Linked DNA regions of Hordeum vulgare: all the other regions are linked to region 2. A link is a contact called in public Hi-C data. All regions are on one chromosome and are shown on one strand. Each heading gives the region's core, a stretch centred on a gene start, on an enhancer-like site or on the middle of the called end of the contact. The rest is flanking DNA. Distances are from core to core; before and after follow the strand shown.

Region 1 (4,763 bases), core at 244-2,743, 450 kb before region 2:
AGGCTCAGTACATACAGGATTACAGCGCATTGCTGCAGGTTTATTGAATGGTCTTGCTTTGTTTCTACTATCAACGTGCATGTATGAAAACATTCCACATAATTATGATTTTTATTGGTACCAATGCTATTATCTCTACTCCTATAAAAGACCCATTCGATCTGCATCTAACGCATGCAAGTCAAGTTGTGGCATTTTTGCAATAAGCCAATAAGACACTTGCCACTCTGCTCCAACATTTCAGAAAACCCCTTGGCCTCTTTGGGTGAAAACCAAATATTTTTATATATATACAATACCGAAACCAGGGTGAGATTTTTCAAGTTGTGAACATGTATTAGTCCATTGCAGATCTGTTGCAACGCACATGCACTTTGTTAGTACAAGTATACAAAATTGCAGTTTTCAGGAATATTACAAGATGTTTAATAACTTCTGCCGGTCTTTCCAAGGCCTCTTGGAAATCTATGGTGCGAGAGTTAATATTTATAATTAATTTCAATCCGACAGTTACTATTTCAAAGTTAGCTGGCTTGCCGCTTATGCTGCAGTAGAAGTAAAATTTCAACTACAGAACTATGTGACTACTAACTACTGTCAAAGCCCATTGGAAAAGATGAAATGAGCTATGCAGCAATTTTTCTTGTCCAAAGTGCCTCACTCATCAAAACTACGAGTTCAAAATGGGAAAAAAAGAACTAGTATGGACTCTCTTTTTTATTGTTGTTCACTTGCTATGATCAGATATGACTAGAGGATAACCTCCTTTGAACCATCCTAGATGGAATACATATCCTACTCAGTGAGCAATCTCTTTACTCCATGCTGGAATTATGTAGGCGCCACAACCTCAGGGCAGAGAATGGAACACGCATTCCAAATTCAAATCACTAAGGAACGCCACAACCAAGACAATGGGCAAATTGCAGTGCGCAACGAGCCAACCACCGAAAGAGTGGCTGTCAACTGCACTCCTCGCAGGATTTCACATGTCACTCAACGAAAGCAATCGAAATTCACGAGCTACCTGCCACCCTTCTAGCGATCTACATAACTACAGGTTATGGCCGGAATCAATGGATCCTGGGGCCTCAGATCTACCACTCAAAACCCAGGGAGCCAGGGAGGGGAGGAGGGGGTGCTGCAACACGCACCCGACATCGTCGCGGTATAGGCGATTGATGAGGACGTCCCCGCGAAGGTTGAGGAAGTAGATGGCCGACGCCGCCACCGGCATCGTCTCCGCGTCGCCCGCGCCCCGCTCAAGCGCCTGGGACCAACACCCTTAACTGGCGCGCGGCTCCACGGTGCGCCGCCAGCTACGCGGGCGATCTGGTGTGCTCGGGGCTCGCCGGACGGTGAGGGGGAGGAACGGGATTGACGGGGCGCGGGTTTTTGGTAGATCTCGGGGAAGGGAGGGACGAGCACCAGGTCGTCTTCCCCGTCCAGGAGCGCTTTTTCGTGTGTGTTTTCCAGAATGGACCTCCCCGGACGCCGTATTTCCGTATTTGCGTGGTTTCGCCTTCGGTTGGTGACTTGACTTCTGACTTCGTGTTGCGTTGCGTCTTGGTCCCACTGCTCTACTGGTACACAAAACATGTAAAATGATTTTGTTGTAGAAAAAATAGATATGAATAAGGCATGGGTATTCATATCTAATTCAATAAATACATAAAAAAGAATTAATAATAAAAAAAGACATGTGAGGTGCAATGTCGTGAATCCCTGACTGTCGAAACCAGTCGTACCTCACATGCCCGCGGCTACGAACCCGTTACTTCATATGTCCTATGTGACTCCTCGTAATGGTGAAACCTCGACTCATCACCTCCTAGCTCATGCCCTTCAGCCACCCGCCGCTCGTACTCCTTGTCGTCGTCAACCACTCCTCGAAGCTCCAACCGTCCACAGCACACACATCTGTACCGCCATCACACAGATGCATGCACGAGGATGCCTCATTAGTGCTAGATTACTCACTCGTTATCAATTAAATTTAGACTCATTTATCCTTTTTCATGCTGAAAATGCTACACCCGTCGGATACCCAAGGTGAAGAGGCATGCGTGCCAATTTATGTTCATTCAGGAAGAAGGGGGTATATCCATCCATATCTTTCTCATTGTCATCTCTAGATCTGTCATATGTAGATCTCTATTCTATCAATGGCAACCTTTATGCAATGATTCATGAAGGTTAATTAACTGATCTTCGCCTTTCCGAGTGATTGTAGTGGAGGATTTGAAGGTAGTATTAATAATTGAAGATTTTGGCCATGTTCTATTTTTTAGAGAATCGCGAGAGAAGGCCCCTACCTTTTAATATGATATATTTTTCCTTTTTGATGAAACGGGGAAGGGAGGCCCTAGCTTCTAGTGTCTCAAGAAACACTAGGCAGAAAGATCATAAAAGATTAAATGTTTTTAGATGCAATCCCCGATAGTCCTAATGGGGGCGGAAAGAAAAGAAAAAGGAGTTAACAAGAACATAACAAACAAGAAAAGGAAACATAAATAAAAGATATTCTTATCATATTTATTGTTTGTGGGTGCATTGTTCATGTATAGCGTTTTCCTTTCATACAAAATAATGTTGGCATCTCATTCATAGCATACCAGTCAATGAGGGCATCTATTTTGTAGCAAAGCAGACAATAAAAGAAATGTGTCATATCGCCACCTTGACCCAGTCAAAAACAAGCGAGACCCTAGAGTATTTGGGACTTCTAGATCGCGTGAGTGACCCCTAACACACTTTAGTGCATAAAAAAGATGGAACATTCAATACAAGTAAGAGATCATTAATTATAGCTGAGAACTGTTAACGCATTTAAACTTCTACATATGAAATTATGAATATAGAAAATTGAAAACGTTAAATTTTTTCCATCGAAAATTAGACGGTAAATCGATTAAATGCCTCATCAAGGAGTTGGAGAAGGTTTCGTAGGCAACATGATTGAAGAGGGTCTTGACTCATATTGTAGAGGATCAACACGCCGTGATTGAGGAGATGAAGGGACGGTTCATGAACATCTTCACCGCCTGCAAGGGTACTACGAGTGAGCATTAAATACTAAGTGCTTCAATCTCCCGGGCTTGATTGTAAGATTGGGGGATTCACGTGCACTTTGTATCTTTACCTTTCTGCATTTCTTTCCCGCAAGTTGAAATTAGGTTATAAGTTCTTTTTAGTTAAGATTGAATTGTCAATTTCTCTTTTGAATAAGGGATGGTCCTTTCGATGAGTATTTGGATGTATTGATGTGTGGGATCATTATTGCTTAGTTGGGAACGTACATGATAATAGTTGTGATCTAAGTAGTGGCACATATTTACATGCATGATGATTATAAGTACTCCACATTGCAATTGTGAAGGTTTTGAAAGGACAAGAAATAACTATATATGCTAGTTCATTGAAGGTTCAATTTACAATAGGGCAAGCAGAAAAATAAATGAACCCTCTAAAGTTTAAAATTGCTTTGTAAAATGAGTTCTCATGAGATCCATGTTTAACTAGCAGATCACTTAAAAAGTGAAGTGATGCTCTTAAACATGCCCCAATGATAGGAGACCAAAAATGCTTCAAGAATATTGAATATCTAAAAGAGAAGAGGAGAAAGAATCTTCATCTGCTTGCCCGATTGAAATAATAATGAACTAGGATATGAAGTTGTTACCTGTCCACAATAAACCGAATGATAATGTGTGGATGCCTGCATGATCATTGTCATAGTAAAGATGAGATATTGTCAGGGCTGGTTTTCTGGGATATAAAATTCCCAGCAAATGAAAAGTATGCCATCACCAACCTCAGGATTACTGTTCACTGGTGGACACTTTCTTGATACATAATTCCAAGCAATTTACAAATTTTGAGTACAATACCATGAAGGTTTATGGAGTACAAAAAAAATAGTGACGGATGGCGGAAGCGACTCATGGATCTCCAGCGTCTATCACCATTCCCACAGGAACAGCTGACCTGGATAACTCCTATATCACGTGGCTACTATCCTCGATGCCTAGGTTCCAGGGTTGTCATCTTTATGCTCCTCTCCAAATACGCAATCTGGCCAAGACAATAGCGAGGGACAAGTCAGTGAGTACATTTGAATGTACTCACAAACATCATAAAATTAGACGTGATAAAGCAGATGAGTTGCATGCACCAAAACTTTAATAATATCTGACATGTCATAAGATTTAACTCATGAATGCAATTATCCAGATAATTTATTTGTAAGATAAAAATATAAGTAATAAGTAATAAGGGAAGGTAAAAAAAGAAACATGAGGCAGTAGTCTCCCAAGGATTCCAAAAATAAAATAAAATGGTCCAATTGGGTCAGAAGAGACACCTTGAAAGCAAACGCAAAATAGGCCATAGTCGGGCGTCTGAGCGACACCTTATAAAGGGCTTGAACCAAAAGTAATGACATGAGTGCCACGGTTAGGCGTTTGAAGCGACACCATAAAATGGCTTATATTGAAAATAATAACATGCGTGCCACAGTCCGGGCGTTTGGAGGGACACCACATAAAGGGCTTATATCAAAATAATAACTGAAGTCCCAGAGTCAGGCGTCTCGAGCGATGCCACATAAAGGGCTTATATTGAAATTACAAACATGAGTATCTAGGTGGTAGGACCCTGCGAGGGATACTCAACAATTTTCATATAAGATAAAAGGTTAGTCCACAACAATTGACAATAATAATATTCCATCATAATTCATGATTAATATCCTTATTAAATTA
Region 2 (4,611 bases), core at 872-3,371:
ATAAAATGATTTCCATGGTTAGTTCTACGAAATAGGAATGTAAAGCCAGAAAAGAACAATAATGTGATAGTTTGATCATTTAGAGTGCCTTACTGCTGACAGACGTGAGCAAATTGCTCACAAACAATGACAGAAGCTCTGGCATACACATAATAAACAGTGGAACAGCAGGTCAATAGGACATAAATGTATATAAGCTATAAGCTCATTCTAAGTTATGTCAGCAGATTTGCTTATGCAAAGCAGTGTCAGCACAAAGTTACCTCTTCGATGCTGGTGCTATGATCAATAGACAATTGCAATGCCTCGAGCCCAATCATGGGATATCCGACAGGCCTTGACTCGATCTCCAATCCTACGCCGATGTCATCCATCCGCATGGCACCAAGCCCACAACCATGGTCATCATCTGCTCGTTGTGCCACAACGGCGCGGCTGTCCCCAAGATTCATTACATACACGTCATCATCCCTCACCAAAGCCACAAGCAGGCATGCCCCGGTCACCGCCAATTCCGGGTGGGTTCCCATTGATTGGTCAGTCATGTCGAGGTATGCTGCCTCCGCCGAGGCCAGTGCCCGAGTGAGCGCACCAAGCACAGCTCCATGATCCCTCACTGCTGGCGCTGCCTCCAACTTCTTGGGACCCCATTCCCTGCTGATTTCATCATCACCCACAGCCGCTGCATGTGCCCACATGTTGAACCGCCGCTCCTTGAGCCTGGCAAGCGACATTGCAAACCGGCCGGAACCTGAAAAGTCGAGTTCATTGTCATCATCGTCACCGTCGGCGAGGAACTGCCACAGCCGCTTGCTATCCCTGTCTGCCTCTTCATAGAATATTCCACGAAGCTCGCGTAGGAGGAAGCGGTAGAGGTTGGCAACAAGGAAGTCGGGGGCCTCAGGGCCGTTGAAGCCGTCGTAAATGCCGACGAATAGCCAACGCTGGTCCTCGGAGACAACCACGTGGACGCGGTCCTCCCCTGCGCGTCCGTGCGCCCATTGCACGCCGTCGTCTTGGCGGAGTGGCACCATGAGCGCCGGCTGGTGCTTCTCCGACACGCTCCGGCGCAGGCTACCGAATAATGGCTTCCGGAACCTGCTGGAGAGCCCTCTGGACGAGGAGGAGGTGCGCTTGGTGGGCTTGGTGGGGAGCGGGCCGGAGAAGGGCACGGCGGCGTCCAGCGGGCCGGAGAGCTGGGCGCCCCGGTCGATGGGCCCGGAGAGGAACAGGGGCCCCGAGGAGAGGTTGGAGAGCTGCAGCGGCGCGGAGGAGAAGGACGAGGACGTGTGGAACGCAGAGGAGTAGTTCTGCGGCATGGAGCCAGCCCCGGCGGCGGCGGAGGAGAGGTAGAGCGGCACGGGCACGGAGGAGTTGGCCGAGAGCGCGGCGCCGGAGATGCCGTGGCGGAAGGAGGAGGAGTATGCGGCAGCGGACGCGTAGCAGAAGGAGTGGCCGAGCGCGTCGTCCAGGCAGGGCTCCGCGTCGACGGACGCCGGCGCCGGCCGCGAGCACGCGCACGCGGTAAGCAGCCGTGACGCGCCGCTGCCCATGGCATCCGACGCTGGCCGCGGCCCGGTCAGAAGGAAGGCGAGGCGGCGACGAGGAGGGAGGGAGCAGACCTTATTTAGCAGCACATCGCAGCGGGCGACACGGGGGGTGGCGGCGGCGGCGGCGGCAGGCGTGGAGCTGCGACCGCGGGATCTCGCGGGGGCGGGATCTCGCCGGGGCGGGATCCAGCGGAGGCGCAGGATCCAGCCGGAGCGGGGAGGGATTGGGGGCGAGGGAGGCGAGATTGGGGGTGGCCGGGCCGGAGGTGTGTGGGGTGTGGGGGATTGGGGCAGAGCGTTGAGAAGAGGGAGAGGGAGGGAGTTTTCTATGCTCACTCCTGTCAGTGATGTGCACACTAACAAAGGCGAGGCGAGAGTAGAGGAGACTTAGCGTTGGCGTAAGTGCGAAAAACGCAAATTTGACATCCGAATTTGGCAGCGACTGTGTGTGTGTGTGTGTGTCACGAGGACCCGTCCGCCCGCTCCGGCGCTCCTCCAGGGGCCGGGCCGGGAAAACGTCCGGGGCTGGGGAGGAACCTGTCAGGTGGTGCCGGTATGGCGGAGTGGGCGTGTTTTGTCCGCGCCTGCGGCGCCGTGGAGCAGGGCAGGACGAGCGGCGCGGCGGCAGGGCGGAGGGAGCGAGACCCGTGACGTGGAGGAGGGATGGTGGGTGGGGTGGGGTGGGAGAGCGGGACGGGGGTCAACGTTGCGCCCTGGGAATCGCCTACGCCGGTCGGGGTTAATTACGGGGGACGGGACTCCGTTCCACTCCACCGCCGAGGGCGAAGGCAGGCGCGTGAATCCGCGCGGCGCGACGTGGGCGCCCGTCTCCGCAAATTGGATGGCTTTGGCGGGGCCGGCTTTGAACTTGGGGCGACGACTCCTGGCTCCTCTCCTCTCCTGGGTGGAGCGGGTATTTCAAAAGTGTAGCGACGCGAGGGCAAAGGCAATGGGGAGGGGAGAGAGGAAGATTACAGTTACAACGGGAACGAGGAGGCATCCCATGTGAATCACCCAGCGTTTTTCAAGAGTGGCTTTATCCGTTGTGATCACAGTGTAAACTACTCCGGTGTAAACATGTGAAGATTTAGGCCCACGTCAACGCGCGACAACGTTCTGTTCGTTCGGATACGTTTGAGTCAAAAATTTACCCAACGGCAATACCCAAACGGACAAAGTGATCCTGAGATGTTCGTTTTTATCAGTTCCGATTCCAAACCTGGAACAAATTTCAGCCACAAATACGTCTGAAACGGACAGAAGCGGACGCTCTGGTCGCTCTCTCCGTCTGTGGCCCAGAAATCAGTGACCCACGCCCCAGCCCCGACGGCCTCTCCTTCTCCATGCCAGCCACGGCGCTCCCCACACCACAACCTGCTCCGCCAGCTAGCCGCTGCCATGCTCCGCCCGCTGCCCGTCGTCTGCGGCCCGCTAGTTAGCCCGCATGTCCGCGGGCCACCGTGCAGGCCGCGCCAGCTCGCCGCGTGTCGCGCTGCTCGCCACCCCCGCGGCCCTGCTCTGGATGTGCACGCCTCGCACGGCTGCCTTGCGCGCCAGCTCGTCGCGCCCGCACGCCCCGCACGCCCCGTCGCGGCAGCTCGCCCCGCCCCTCTCGCGCGCTCTATAGCTCGGTCGTCGTGCGGGACGACATGCGCGCAGCCACGTCGGTGTCGGGTGAGCATGCGGGGGTGGCGCGGGCAAGCTGTTGCCGGAGGACGGAAGGGGCGAGGCGTCCGTTTTACAGTAGGCGACGGTGATGGCGGGCGAGCTGTGGACAGGGTGTGGCGAGGGCGACTAGAGCGTCGCGCGGTGGTCGAGCAGAGCACGGCCTAGTAGCAAGGCGAGAGGGCGAGCGGCAGGTGGGGCGAGCGGTGCGGGCTGCACAGGCTGGACGACACTGCGTCGAAGCGGCTCGAGCTGACCGGGCGGGACGGCTCCTGCAGCGAGGCGACACGAGCTGGGCGAACGGGGCAGGTGCTGCGACGAGGCGGGCCGAGCTAGGCGGACCGTTTGGGATCAGGGCTGCTCGAGCATGTTGGGCGCAGAAGCGTCAAACGTATGTCCGCTCCCATGCCGTCCGTCCAAATTGACCCCAAACGGACATAAAGCGGACGCCCGTCGGGTCATGTGCCGGCATTGGCCTTATCACATGTGTTTCGTAGTCACTTTTATCAAATCAAATTCAATGATATTTTGTCGGATAATTCCTCCATACTCATAGAGTATTACTTCCATCGTTTCTAAATATAAATCTCTTTAGAGATTTCATAAGAAGATTACATACAAAGTAAAATGAGTGAATCTACACTCTAAAATGTGTCTATATACATTTATATGTAGTCTTTTATTGAAACATCTAAAAAGACTTGTATTCAGAAACGGAGGGAGTATAAATTACACGGAGAGGATACGTTCTAAGTAGGAGTGCACTATGGTGTGGTAAGAATACCTACAGTTGCAATATAGCTAATTTGGCTTGTCTAACATTTGTGGTAGCGTCCTCATTACATCTCAAATGCCTTTTTTCACAACCGGATAACTTATTATCGAATCATCAAAGACGCACAATTACATGCAACGTAAAATCTAATCTAAATCTTGGTCGCCTCGCTCACCTCCATGTCCATGTCCATATTCTACTGTAAGTAGAGCCCCCTGGAGTGAAGATGTGGTCGTCAGCAAGGAGGGGTAGGACATGGGACACGGACCGACTCACGGGACTTGAGGCGTTGCAGTCCCTCATGACCTATTCTTCCTCGTCACAGCCCGTGGCCTGGACGTTGCCGTCAATGTGAGGTCCATGATAGTCCCCTCGTGCCTCAAGCTCGACACCTCCATCATGTCAGTAGAGCCCCCTGGAGTGAAGATGTGGTCGTCAGCAAGGAGGGGTAGGACATGGGACACGGACCGACTCACGGGACTTGAGGCGTTGCAGTCCCTCATGACATATTCTTCCTCGTCACAGCCCGTGGCCTGGACGTTGCCGTCAAGCTGAGGTCCATGATAGTCCCCTCGTGCCTCAAGCTCGACACCTCCATCAAGACGCGGTTAAGGCTCCAGG
Region 3 (4,470 bases), core at 287-2,786, 270 kb after region 2:
TCCCGAACAATTTTTGGCAAATCTAGAACATTTTTTGAAGTTATAAATGTTTTGGAAAAATGGCAACTATTTGAAATTTATAACATTTTTCAAAAAAACAAGAAACATTTTTCGAATTTGAAAAGAATTTTTGGAAATGCCGAATATTTTTTGCAAATCTAGAACATTTTAAAAATCCTGGAATATTTTCTTAAAAATCAATAAGATTTTTTGAATTTGAAGAAAAATTTATGGAAATTCCAGAATATTTTTGAAAAATACAGAACTTTTATTGAAAATCCAGACCAAATTTTTAAAAAGCAAAAACATTTATCTTATTTGAAGAACATTTTGTGAAAATGTAGAACATTTTTGAAACAAAAAAATGAATAAATCAATAAAAAAGAAAACAAATCCAGTTCAGGGAACCTTCTATAAATTTCCGAAAACCAAAAAGAAACTAGCTGGAACCTCTAGAAGGTACCCCAACCATTTCGTTCGCTGGTATTTTGGAACGTTTTTTTTGTCCTGGTTATACTTTTTGTTTTTTCTTTTCTGTTTTCATTTCCTTCAAAAAGTTGTACCTGTTTAAAAATTTCATTCAAAATAATGAAAAGTGTTCCCTAATTTGGAAAAACATGTTTGGAATTTCAAAACATGTTCGGGGTTACCGAATATTGTTTGCGTTTCTCAAAAAAAGTTCGAAATTAATAAAATATTTCCGTTTTCTAATTTGTCCAGTTAGTTTAAAAAACTCTATTATCAATATTTTCACAAATTAGAAAATGTGTGCATTGTAATTTTTGTTAATAAATAAAAAAATCACATTTCTGCACAACTCGTTCGTGATTGTTAAATAGTGTTTGGAGTTTTAAAAACTGTTCTGTTTTCAAAATTTATTCATAAATTCCAAAATTGTTCCGTTTACAAAATTTGTTCACGAATTCATATATTGCTTCACATTTTCTAGAAACAAATATGAGTGTCAAAATAAATTCTGGCATTTAGAAATATTTCAATTTTCCAAGATTTGTTCACAATTTTCTAAAAATATATATATTTTTTAAAATTTGATTCCGAAATTGTAAAATTATTCATTTTTTTATAAATTGTTCATGTTTATTAAAATTGTTCTGATTTTTCAAAAATGTTCCTGGATTTAGAAAAATGGTTTCTAAATTTGATTACAATTTGAAAACTATTCCCAAATTTTTAAAACTCATGCGTGTTCATAAAAAAAATTGTTTTTTTTTGGAAAATATTCAGAATTCTCTAGAAATTATAAGAAAAATCCAATGTGCCCAGGTAGCTAGTTCTAAAGTATCCTCGTTGCCTATTAACCAGGAACACTAATAAGCATAGTGGCTAGCTGTCTATGTATACAATGACGGGATCGTGAATTTGAATCCTACTTTTGCTTCTCATTTTTCTGGATTTTTACACTGGTCCTAGCTTCCACATGGGCTGACCTAGTTGGAGGACTGCCTTGTGCAAAGCCCCGACATTCTGTCGTAGAATGCGGCAGATAGGAGGTCATGTTGTTTCCGCCCGCACTGTGATGCGGATTGGGCGTATCATGGACTGGATCTTTGTACTGTGTATGAAGGTCGGGCTGGACAGGATACTCCATGATCTGCCTTTAGCGCCGGATTCTTCACCTGTCTTTCTATCAATGAAAAGATACGCAATCTTGCATATTCATGAAAAAAAGGCGACTCAGTAGAACTATTTCTTTGATTGGTTCGTGATTTTCAATCGGCGTAGACAGTTTAAGTGGATGACTTTCACTGCTGACCACTGTCAAATGGACCAGCTGACCCCTTACTTTAGAAAAAGTTTAACAATTTAAAAAGATCAAAGAATTAGAAAACCAGTTAACAAAAAAGAAAAATCACACAATAAAAATCATAAAATAAAAAAGTTCAAGAAATAGAGAAAAATGCTTGCAAAGAAATTAAAAAGTTCATAAAACTTAAAAAGCAAAAGCCATGGATTTGAGAAAAACATGAATTAGATAAGGTTCAGGAATTTTAGAAAATAATTAAAGAATATGAAGTAAGTTCTTGAATTTTTTTAAAAACAATCTTGAATTTGGAAAATGTTTGCGTATTTGAGCGAAAGCATATTTAGAAAAAGTTATATTTTCCAAAGAAAATCACAATTTCTGAAAAAAGTCATGAACTTAAAAGTCAAGATGGAAATGGGTCGACCCGAACCTCGCCTTGGACCTGACCCATGGCCCCAAGGTCAATATGCCAAGCCATGGGTCGACCCATTTCATTAGAATTTTCTGGCCTGAGTGACCCACTGGATACATGAGGCCGACCCAAAATTTAGCATTTTTTTACTCACGCTTGGTGTCCTCTTGTATTACTCATCCCGCCCTCGTCCTCTCTTGATTTTTTAAATCATCTTGTCCGCAGATCTACACATTATTAGATGCCTCGTTAGGGAAATAATTAGCCATAGTGCACTCGCCGCGGCAATATGCATATATGTATGCATGCACACTATGCAATATGCCTATATGTATGCATGCATGCACGTTGTTCGTGCGTCCTTGATTCAGAACTTTAGATGCTGTAACACAAGGATATCAATGGCCTCACGTAGTGACCCATTTAGACTATATATATATATATATATATATATATATATATATATATATATATATATATATATATATATATGCATGCTTGCTGTTTTGTGTCTCATTGGTTCAGATGGGTCGACATGTCTGACCCGTCTGGTCACATGGTGCCGGCTCCACTCACCCATATATGATTCAAGGCCAACCCCTTGACTTTTTGGGCCGGGTCAGTGACCCGGCGGGCCAACCCGGCCCGTTCCCATCTTGACTTCAAAGTATCACAAATTTTTAAAAAATTCACGAATTCAGGAAAATTTAATGAATTTTAAGAAAATCACAAAGTTATTTTTTGTTAATTTTTTTAAAAATTACATGAAATATGAAAAAACCATGGATTCAAGAAAAGTTCAAAACATTTAAAAAAATATGAATTTTACAAAGTTTGTGAATTTGGTAAAAGTCCATTTATTTGAAAAAAGTATAAAATATAAAATATAAACAATGAAAAATAAAGAAGGCAAACCGTACGGAAACTAGGCCGAAAAATGAGAAAAAAAATAGACAAGAAGCTTCCCAAAACCGCTTGGGAGCTTCAGGGAAACGTGTGTCCCAAGGTTAAAGACTATCTTTGTGGGCTATCATCGATGGGGACTCCCACCACTAGCCCTCTCCCATGGCAACTCCCACCTCTCACCCACCACCAGCACTTGCCGCTCATGGAGGCTACTAGGCGCCCTTCGGATCAAGATGACCAACATCCTTCATTGGGCCTTTGCACCTGGTCTCAAGGTGGACGATGAGGTTCATTCTAGATTTGAATCCATGCTGCACTTCAACCAAGATATGAGAATCAATAAATTTTTCTTGGTTGTTTCTTTCACATCTGCCTCCTCCCGTTTCTTGGTTGAATTGGTGGGTGTCGTGCTCCAATGTTGTTGCTGGAAATATGCCCTAGAGGCAACAATAAAATAGTTATTATTATATTTCTTGTTTCAAGATAATCGTTTGTTATCCATGCTATAATTGTATTGAATGGAAACACAAATGCATCTGTGGATATATATACAAAACAATATCCCTAGTGAGCGTCTAGTTGACCAGCTCGTTAATCAAAGATGGTTAAGGTTTCCTGGCCATAGGCAAGTGTTGTCATTGATAACAGGATCACATCATTAGGGGAATGATGTGATGGACAAGACCCAAACTATAAATGTAGCATGTGATCGTGTCATTTTGTTGGTATTGTTTTCTGCATGTCAAGTATACGTTCCTATGACCATGAGATCATGTAACTCACTAACACCGAAGGAATGACTTGTGTGTATCATATGTCGCAACGTCACTAGGTGATTATAAAGGTGCTCTAGAGGTATCTCCGAAGGTGTCCGTTGAGTTATCATGGATCAAGAATGGGATTCGTATGACGGAGAGGTATCTCGGGGCCCACTCGGTAATACAACATCACAAAGAAGCCTTGCAAGCAATGTGACTGAAGAGTTAACCACTAGATTTTGTATTACGGAACAAAATTGAAATAGGTATGAAGATACCGACGATCGAATCTTGGACAAGTAACATACCGAAGGACAAAGGGAATGTTATACGGGATTAACTTAATCCTTGACATAGAGGTTCAACCGATAAGATATTCGTAGAATATGTATGATCCAATATGGGCATCCAGGTCCCGCTATTGGATATTGACCGGAAAGTGTCTCGGTCATGTCTACATAGTTCTCGAACCCGCATGGTTTGCACACTTAAGGATCGATGACGTTTTGATAGTATTGAGTTATGTATGTTGGTGACCGAAAGTTGTTCGGAGTCCCGGATGAGATACTGGACGTCACGAGGAGCTCCAAAAGGGTCCGGAGGTAAATATTGATATATAGGAATGTTGC

The links. A called contact is a pair of places that touch in the nucleus more often than the background predicts.
Region 1: a Hi-C map of seedling shows a contact between it and region 2, with 2.8 times the contacts expected there. The contact joins the promoter of LOC123401465 here to the promoter of LOC123402197 in region 2. A contact is called at or near these places in 1 of 6 Hi-C or Micro-C datasets (seedling) and 1 of 1 datasets of contacts at active chromatin or transcription factors (embryo).
Region 3: a contact with region 2 is called in a Hi-C map of seedling, with 5 times the contacts expected there. The contact joins the enhancer-like site here to the promoter of LOC123402197 in region 2. A contact is called at or near these places in 2 of 6 Hi-C or Micro-C datasets (leaf and seedling).

The regions. Positions count from the first base shown.
Region 1 is chr6H:450,345,933-450,350,695 of MorexV3_pseudomolecules_assembly, reverse strand. It overlaps LOC123401465 (AP-2 complex subunit mu), which reads right to left and starts at 1,493. Exons shown (of 13, transcript XM_045095290.1): 1 at 1,155-1,493. The coding sequence starts at 1,237.
Region 2 is chr6H:449,897,108-449,901,718 of MorexV3_pseudomolecules_assembly, reverse strand. It overlaps LOC123402197 (probable protein phosphatase 2C 26), which reads right to left and starts at 2,121. Exons shown (of 4, transcript XM_045096075.1): 1 at 264-2,121. The coding sequence starts at 1,553.
Region 3 is chr6H:449,631,242-449,635,711 of MorexV3_pseudomolecules_assembly, reverse strand. No RefSeq gene overlaps it. Among protein-coding and RNA genes, the nearest start is that of LOC123401658, 210 kb to the right of the region's middle. Within about 2 kb of position 1,536, at least 2 of the 3 cell types and tissues checked have open chromatin away from gene starts, as enhancers often do. A contact at or near this core is called in seedling, where this site is marked.